Regions from separate parts of the Mus musculus genome. Here region 2 is linked to region 1. Evidence: chromatin contacts called from public promoter capture Hi-C data. All regions are on one chromosome and are shown on one strand. Each heading gives the region's core, a stretch centred on a gene start, on an enhancer-like site or on the middle of the called end of the contact. The rest is flanking DNA. Distances are from core to core; before and after follow the strand shown. Region 1 holds the start of Gabbr2 (gamma-aminobutyric acid (GABA) B receptor, 2). Region 2 overlaps Gabbr2 (gamma-aminobutyric acid (GABA) B receptor, 2).

Region 1 (4,285 bases), core at 14-2,513:
AGCGCGATCGGACACCACCACACGTCCCGGGCTAGACCTGTCAAGCCACTCTATGAGCAACTAACCCAAGGCGGGGAGAGGGGGAAGGGGAGTCTCCCAAAACTGCTCCAGCTACTGCCAGCGCTGGACAGATCCAGGCAGCAGCGCTGCAGAACCCTCCGGGCTCCGAGGCTGACCGTGGCGCGCGCGAGCCCTGAGCTGCAGAAGTGCACCACAGGATCGGTCCTGCCCGAAGCTTGGCCCCCGAGGGTCCTGGAGCCCTCTAGCCCTAAAAGGGCGGCTTGGAATTTTTAGGGTCTGGGAATAGGCCCCATAGCCTGTCCAGCTGTGGCTGGCCCAGTTTGTAATCAGTGTGCGTGTTCCTCTTACTTGGCACCTGACAACCCTAGGAGCAGCACCGGACAGGGGCAACCGGCGCAGGCCTCTGGGAGTCCAACCTCTCACATCTCTAACTCCTCCTCTGGTCAAAGGAGACCCCCATTCCACACCCACACAGAGGTGGAAGGTGCTCACAGATCAGGGTCCCACCTGCTCCAGCCAAGCCCAGTGAGACCCTGATGGACCCAGTACGCGGTCAGCCAGCGAGGAGGAGACAATCACGGCTCTGTCCCTCCTCGACGCCCCCAGCCTCGACGGCATGGGTCACTGGACACTTACCTCGGTGTCGTAGAGTCGCAGGTCCAGGAAGTAGGGGCGCAGGAGTGACTCGTTGCGGATCTGCTCGATGGCTAGCTCCACGGCGGGGAGCACGCCGCGCCCGATGCTGCCCTTGGCCACCTCCTTGGTGAGCGGCATGAGGCCCATGATGGAGAGCGGCGGGCTGCTGGGCGGCGGCCGGGGGGCGCCCCGCGCCCAGCCCCAGGCCCCGGGAGCCAACGACAGCAGCAACGACAGCAGCAGGGGCAGCAGCAGGCGCGCGGGCGGCGGCGGTGGCGGCGGCGGCCGGGGCTGCCCGGAGCTCGGCGGGGAAGCCATGCCGCGCCGCGGGCTGCGGGCGCCAGCTCACTCGGCCCGCATGGCCTGGCCCGGCCCGCCGCCCGGCGCCGAGCTCTGCCCGCGGCTCCCGCGCAATGGCGCCGGCACGGGCCCCGGCTCGGCTCCGGCTTCTGCTCGCTCAGAACGGCCGCGGCGGCGGCGGCGGCGCCCGTGACGGATCAATCACGCCGGGAAGGGGTGGGAGCCAGCGGAGTGCGGGAGGCGGGGAGCCAACGAGCGAGCGAGCGAGCGAGCGCCGAGGGGGCCGAGTCTCCGCGCGCCTCTCTCCAGCGCGGCCGCCCCGCACCCGGCCGCCTCCTCCCGCCTCCGTGCGCGATCGCAGCTCTTTCCTGCTCGGAGCCGCGGGACGTCGGACCCTGGAGCCCGGCCAGGGGAGGGAGGGCGGCAGGAGGCTCGGGAGGCGAAGGCAAGGCTGCTGAGCGGCGGCTCGGGCCGCCTCCGGGGACAGGGACGGGCCGTGCGCGCCGGGGGAGGGGGAGGCGCCGGCGCTGCGGCTGCCGCGGGGAGGGCCGTGCTCCCGGCACACGCACACTCGCGCCCCGGGCGCTGCGCCGCGCCGGCTGCTGCGGCCGGCTGACCCCGCCGCCGGGGACTGAGCTCCAGAGCCCCACGTTCGGGGGAATCGAAGCTGCTATGCGCGGGGGACGCGGGCGCCTCGCCTTGCGCTTCCTGTAGCACCTGCAAGGTGGTTGGGTACTGCTTCTCCCAGGTCTGGGCGGGCGAGTCGAGGAAACGAACGTTCTACAAAGGTGTCCTAGGGGCACCAGCAGCCTGCGCTCTCCTGTGCCAGCTACCAGGGAACCTGGGACCCTTGATCCAGTCTGGAGTCCTTTGCCAAGCCCAGGTCAGGGCTGGGATAGGAGACCTATGAGTACTACCGCCTCCTCCAGGCGTTTGACCTCCCGGTGTCCCCAGTCCCAGAGGGCCCCGCCTTAAAATTCTCCCCTGGGTGGGAACCCTGTCTTCAGTCCCAAGAAGCACAGCCTGGACTTGGCTCATTCTGTCTCCCAGGTGGTATAAACACACTGGATAACCCCAGGCAAAGTAGTCCTGGACAAGATGAACCTGAGTAACCCCTCTGTGCCTCCCTGTGAATCATGGCACTTGTGAGCACTAACCTACAACATCCCAAAGCCTGACTAGTACAAGGATACATTACATTACATTATAAAACAGCCCATCCAAGCATTGTGGACCAAAAGCACGACCTTGTAACAAGGGTGGGAATTTAACCTTCACTAACTGCTTGCTACCTGACATATCTGATGTATCCTCAAAACAGCCGTATACGCTTAGTACAGTGGGTCTATCATTCCCGTTTTACAGAAGAATACACTGATCGATAATATACAGCTAATACAGGGGAAGCAGAATGCACAGCCACAAAGGACTCTTATGCACCCCTGATATTGGAAAGCCCTTCCAAAAGGAGGACATGGAGGCCACGGTGCTCTCAGTAGCTCTAGATCCCGTTCCTCCACACAGTTTGTAATGGGTCATCTAAATGGAGTCTGCATATTTGGAGCTGGGCAGGAAACCCGGAGGAAACCTGGAAGATAGAGCCCAGGCTGAATTGAGGACGGCAGTACCTTGGACAGCTCCAGAGACCCTGAGGCCAAATCAGCCAGGGCGCCTGCCCGCATAGCCACTTTCTAGGCGGCTATAATTCCTCCCCTCTCGGCTGAAGGTTTTGTACAAGAGCACAGCTCATCCAAGCACCCCCATCTTCCAGCCAAAAAAATAGTCTAGAGGTAATAGTCACCCCAGACATTCTAGAAGATGTCTCACTGACAGGAGGAGACCCATCTCCCTGCCCACCAGCTTGGCTCCAGGCCAGACTCTGACCTCATGCCTCACTTTGCTTGTCTGGGCATTCTGGCTCCCAGTTTCTGCCCTGATCTTGAGTTCCACTGTGGGTAACTGGAACCTTGGTGTTTTTCCTAGTTCTGAGTCCCTGCCTGCCTCAATCACTAGCCAGGAATCCCTGCTCTTGTATAGGTGGAGCTGGGCTGCTTTCAGCTACTAGCCATTCCACTTAGCTATATTCTACTTAGGAGACTCTCCTCCATGTTTGCCAGGAAGGTAAGGAACTGAAGAAAGCAACTCCAGCCATTGTCCCTGTTGAGTTGCTGTTCTGGTTGAGAAAAGAGACAGTATTTAGGAAGAACTGCATTTCAGGGTTCCGATGTGAGGGAAAACCCATTGGAGGTCAATACATCAGGAAAGAGAACTGAGACAGGTGAGGTCAGGCTAAGATGCAAAACAGGGAGTCTGGGAAGTGCTCACTACAGTGACTCCTTAGCAGAGGCTTAAGGGAGCTAAGACAGAAAGACAGTGTCCCATGAGAGGAAAGGGCCCAGGACAAGGAGCAGGAGGGAGAACGGTAGGCTTGAGGACAGTCAGGGGCCAGGGTGGCTGAGGGAAATGAGTGAATGAGGGAAAGAGCAGTATGAGCCAAGATCAAAACCAGAGTGATCATCCAGGGCCCCGGTGCTGGGAGGACATTGGCTGCACTGGCGGAATGGAGAGCCACAGCACACTGCCACGGTCTGAGCCACTGGACCAGGCTACTCTGGCAGCTGAATAAAGATCCATTAGGCCCAGGAAAGGGCAGAGGCAGGCACACCAGCCATTATGCTCAGTTCATGGCAAGAGTCAGGGTAGAAGCAGGGGAGGTGGCCATGGCTGGAGCAGCCGTTGTTCTTATTACTAATGGGAATAAAAAGCACTGGCCAAGTTCCAGGACTGTGAGACACTTGATGTAGTCCTCTCCTTATGAGAAAGCCAACAGAGCCCCCGGGTACCTCTCCTGATCCAGGGGGAGTCAGGGTTAGCAGGGGCTGCGATGCTAAAGTCTCGTGGCCTTCCCACGCCCTGCTTTCTCCATCATCCTTTCATCCTCATGCTCTCCTACAAATAGCAATGTGTCTCCAAATCCCAGCTTGGCCATTCCGAGATAGCCCTCACTGGCTTTGTGGGGACTTGTGAACTCTGTGGTCCATGACCTACCAGGGAGCACAGCATCCTTCCCTATGAGCAAGATTCTGACCCAGGACGGTAACCACCCCACTGTCTACTGTTTGGCTCTATTAGGCTGGGAATCCTCTGCCACCTTGGAGAGTTAGGAATGCCCGGCTCTTCCCTAACAGACGTATCCTTCTACAACCCGGGTCTAAATTTCTCACACACTTCCCTTCCATCCCATTGTCCATGCCTGTCTCTACTCTCTCTCCCAAACAGCCTCAAGGACTCCTTTCACTCTTTCTAAACACTTTTTAAGTTATGTACA
Region 2 (4,410 bases), core at 451-2,950, 97 kb before region 1:
GGAGATGCAGGCCCTGGGCTGGCTGTCTAAATTCTGGCCTAGGTTGCATATTCCTCTATTTCCATTTGGTGAAGACAAACAAGGAATGCTGGGATGTTGCGGGGTATGGGGGAGAGGAGTATTCCACAAGGAACATAACCGAAGTCTTAGTCACCAAAGGGATGGAGCTCAGAGGTTCTCTGGAACCTCTGGGAAGTGGGGTCTTACGGGAGGTCCTTGAGTAACTGAGTGTACTCTTAGTTTTGGGGACGCTTTTTGGTGTCCCTCACAAGGAGATTGTGATGTTTGATATTGCTTGTTGGGTCACCAGGGAAACAATCCTATTGGCACACTTGTGAGTGTTTTCCTAGGCTGGGTAGAGGAGGTGGAAAGGCCCCAGCACCATTTCAAGGGCTGAGCCCCTGGACTAAACAAAAAGGAGAAAGTCATATGAGGACCAGCATTCTGCTTCCCGAATACACCAGTTTGCTTCTCTATTGTCATGTTCAAACACCGACCAAAAGCAACTTGGGAAGGAAAGGGTTTCTTTGGCTTACAGCATACAGCCCATCGTGGTGGGAAGCCAAGGCAAGAGCTCACGACAGGAACTCAAGGCAGGAACTAAAGCAGAGACCATAGAGCAATGCGACTTACATCTTTAAAGTTCTCCACGGCATGCTCTGCCTGCTTGCTTTCTCTCTCTCTTTCTTCCTCTCTCTCTCTCTCTATATATATATATATGTATATATATATATACCCTCCCTCCCTCCCTCCCCTCTCCCTCCCTCCCTCCCTCCCTCCCTCCCTCCCTCCCTCCCTCTCTCTCTCTCTCTCTCTCTCTCTCTCTCTCTCTCTCTCTCTCTTTCTTTCTTTCTTTTTGTTTTTTGTTTTTTTTTTTTTTTGAGATAGGGTTTCTCTGTGTAGCCTTGGCTGTCCTGGAACTCACTCTGTAGACCAGGCTGGCCTTGAACTCAGGAATCCGCCTGCCTCTGCCTCCCAAGTGCTGGGATTAAAGGCGTGTGCCACCATTACCCGGCTTCAGCCTACTTTCTTATACAACTCAAGATCACCTGTCCAGGGCCAGCAGTGGCCCACCATGGGCTGGACACATCAGTCATTAATTTTAGGTATCATTATCATGTAAAATGAAAACAATTCCTCTATTGAGATTCTCTTTCCCCAGATATTTCTAGATATGTTTCAAGTTGACAAAAACAAACCAGCATACTGACTTGGGATGCTCCATGACCAGCCACCTCACACCCCTGCCACTGCCCCCAACCAGGATGGATTATGCCCCCTCAAATCACAAACAATAATAAGCTAGCCATCCCTTAAGTTGCTTTAGACAGGAATTTGATCACAGAAGCGAGCAAATTAACTAATGCAAGAATTGGTAAAAAAACAAACAAACAACAAACAGGTTTTGGGTCACCCTGATCTCTGCTCAGATCTGAAGGGGGACCCTTTATTCCTAAGTATGCTGTCATCTCAGTGTGCTGCCATTTTCTCCTTTCACCAGAGGGCACACACCAGTGTTCCTAATGCATGAATGAACTTGGACTTTGAGACTCAAAAGACTATGAGCTAGAAACACTTCTCCATTTCATAAGTAGTCCACGTCCAGCATTTCGTCACCATGGCGGGAAGCTGACAAGGGCAGAAGGCCTAGCCACTGGGGGGCTGTGTGCGGCCAGCCCGGCAGCCTCAGCCAGCCACCAGTGCCATGTTTGTTCAGTTTGATGAATTAGGCATCGGCAGAACATCTCCTTCCAGCCGAGCTCTGCCAGGCTTTGGGCAAACAGAGGGAAGACGTCAGAGCCCAAGTGCACGGGGAGAAGAGGAGCCAAGGAGTAGTCAGAGGATAATGTACTGTCTTTGTCCATTTAGGCACTGGGACAAAATACCATGGGCTGGGTGGCATATGGACAGCAGACACTTATTTTCCAGTTATGAGTCTGGAAAGTCCAAGATCAAGGAGATTCAGTCTTTACTGCCCCATAAACACCTGCCACGGTCTCCCGGGACTTCCTCCAAGGAGAAAGGCAGGCACTCCAGGATTTTCTCATTTTTCTTGCTGAGAAAGATAGATAGTGCTTCCCCAAGTAGCAACTTCACTCTGAGACTGTTGCTTGGTTTTCTCCTTAGGTTTAACGGATCTACCCTTGAGCCTCAAAAAATTTGGAAATTCTTGCAATTTAATAGAAGGGGGAGGGCAAGCAGGAAGTGGAATAAGACAGATACAAAAAGGAAGGTCTGTCTAAGTCCACTTGTGTCTGGCCATTAGAGTCCTGGCAACAGCAGGGAAATGGGAGCTAGAGCTGGAGTTTCTCTTGCAGACCTATACAACCTGCCGATGCTAGGACACAAAGCCATCATCGGTAAAGTTGATGTTGGAGAGCCACACACTTAGGTTACCAGACTCCAAACACACACACACACACACACACACACACACACACACACACACACATACACACACACACACACACACACACACCTTGTATTGTTTGAAGTAAGTTTGTGGGTTTGAATTGGGATAGGTTTGAAGCTATTCTGGGCTGTGTGGGGCCCACAGGCCACTGATCAAGACACCTGCCAGAACGGGGTTTCAGGGTGGGAAGATGATAAGTTGAGGGGGCAGATGCCAATGACAGAGACACAAGGGCATGATGAAATGCCACTGGATTTACACTTAAAAAAATAGCTGGAATGGTGAATTTTGTGTATGTTTCACCACAGTTCATCAAACACAAGCCACGGGGCCTGTCTCCCAGCCTGAGGGATGGGCAGAGAGCAGCTCCTCCCCATCGCCTGGGGCCGGAGTGCAGACATAACTCTTCTTCTCCTCCAGGTCAGGAGAGCATTTCTCTAAGCAGACGTTGACCTAGCAGTAAAGAGAAATGAAGATAGAACCAACTCACTTTACGCAGGCAAGCGAAATGGACTGCTTTCCTGTGGGCCGAACCTGAGAAGGAGCCTTGAAGGCTGAGCTGATGGGAAAGCTTGCATTGAGAAGGAAGCGGTTGCCCGGAGCCCACACAGCAGGCCACAGGCATGCTCCAGTCTTCTGGCATGGGTGGGCTCTCCCAAACATGTCTTTCTCAGCCCCAGGTCCTCAAACTCCTATGAGGGCATCTGACTTCTGCCACAGCAGCTGGTTGAGTCTGTATTTGCTCTTTCTCTAGTCTTTCTGAGTCAGGTGACCTCCTGTGTCTGGCCCTGAACAATCCCGAGGTGGGGAGCCAAAAGAACACAGCACAGCAAACTTCATCCCATCTCCCTCACACATAAAGGTGAAGGACCAGGCTCTAAACCAAGTCTCAAGTGCAAATCCCCCAAATGGACAAGCTTGTCAGACCCTTGAGTCTCCCTGCTTCAGTGCCAGGCCACCTCAAGAATCATAAATGTCTACCTCAAAGGGTTAGTATGAGGGTTAAAAGAGTTCATTTACTCAACACGTGTGGGCAATCTATACCTTGGGAATATCTAAAGATGGCAGGCTCTTCCAAGGATGGCCTCAGGACCTCAGCACCTCTTACAGACGCTAAGTAAGTGTCAACTACACAGGCCCCATAGGGGAAAGGAGGAATCACTGTTGGGCTGTGGGGTGTGGGCTCACTATGTTCCCTCACACCTCACATCTGTACAGGGCCGATCAATCCAAAAGATGAGAGGGCCACCATCAGCACCAAGCCTCTCATTTCATTCCACTAAAAGCCTGGACCAGTTTCAGAAGGAACATGGAAGGAAAGGGCAGAGTGGTCACGACTGGACCATACGGGACCCACCCCTTGCTATTGCTTGCAATTTCAGGACAATCTGTTGGCATGACAACCAGGCTTGCTGACCCTGCCGCCAGCTGTCACCATCCTTGTGTGCATATCGCAAGGCACAGTCTCCATCCACCACTGTCCTCCAGGCTGAGAGGTCTTGTGTTCTCCTGAGATCTGCTTCCCTTATGAGACAGCAAGCAATAGGAGGGATGTCTCCCTAGGCACCCTGCGCAAGACATGTGTGGGCACCTGTAGATCATTTCCTCAAAGCCTATAAAGGAGGTATATGCAAGCCCTCCGTGGGAAAGTGGGACATACCATGTTGCCTGGAACTGACTTGCCTTCCCAACTACAAGCAGAGTGGGGCCACCCTCCATGCATGCCTATGAACTACATCCAAGGAAGATTCAGTCAAGAAGGGCTCATGGAGCCAACTGTGCCAAATGGCACAATGTTCTGCCAGCAAACCCAAGGATTCTGTCGTGTCTGAGACTACACAACAATCCTATGGGCCCAGGATTCAGGACAGTCTACCTCAGCACCATCATATGCATCCACATGCATTCACAGAGGTGCTGGGTTCCACAAACACTAATGGAGCACCAAATCTAATCCTTAAATGAGGCACTTGGTGGTCACAAAGGTCATGCTGGGG

Evidence for each region. Promoter capture Hi-C pulls out the DNA fragments that hold promoters and counts their contacts.
Region 2: a contact with region 1 is called in a promoter capture Hi-C map of liver, with 5 times the contacts expected there. The contact joins the enhancer-like site here to the promoter of Gabbr2 in region 1. A contact is called at or near these places in 6 of 39 promoter capture datasets (the 3T3-L1 cell line, embryonic stem cells, hippocampal neurons and 2 more), 9 of 484 Hi-C or Micro-C datasets (the G1E-ER4 cell line, cerebellar granule neurons, cerebral cortex and 3 more), 9 of 115 datasets of contacts at active chromatin or transcription factors (bone marrow-derived macrophages, embryonic forebrain, embryonic stem cells and 4 more) and 2 of 9 other capture datasets (adipose tissue and pancreatic islet).

Annotation. Positions count from the first base shown.
Region 1 is chr4:46,990,451-46,994,735 of GRCm38.p6, forward strand. Gabbr2 (gamma-aminobutyric acid (GABA) B receptor, 2) reads right to left here and starts at 1,264. Exons shown (of 19, transcript NM_001081141.2): 1 at 658-1,264. The coding sequence starts at 975.
Region 2 is chr4:46,892,696-46,897,105 of GRCm38.p6, forward strand. The region is part of intron 1 of Gabbr2 (gamma-aminobutyric acid (GABA) B receptor, 2); the gene reads right to left. Gm32135 (a long non-coding RNA gene) reads left to right here. Exons shown (of 3, transcript XR_881234.3): 3 at 2,834-4,410. Among named protein-coding and RNA genes, the nearest start is that of Gm32135, 13 kb to the left of the region's middle. Within about 2 kb of position 1,701, at least 13 of the 459 cell types and tissues checked have an H3K27ac peak or open chromatin away from gene starts, as enhancers often do. A contact at or near this core is called in cerebellar granule neurons, hepatocytes, liver and 1 more, where this site is marked.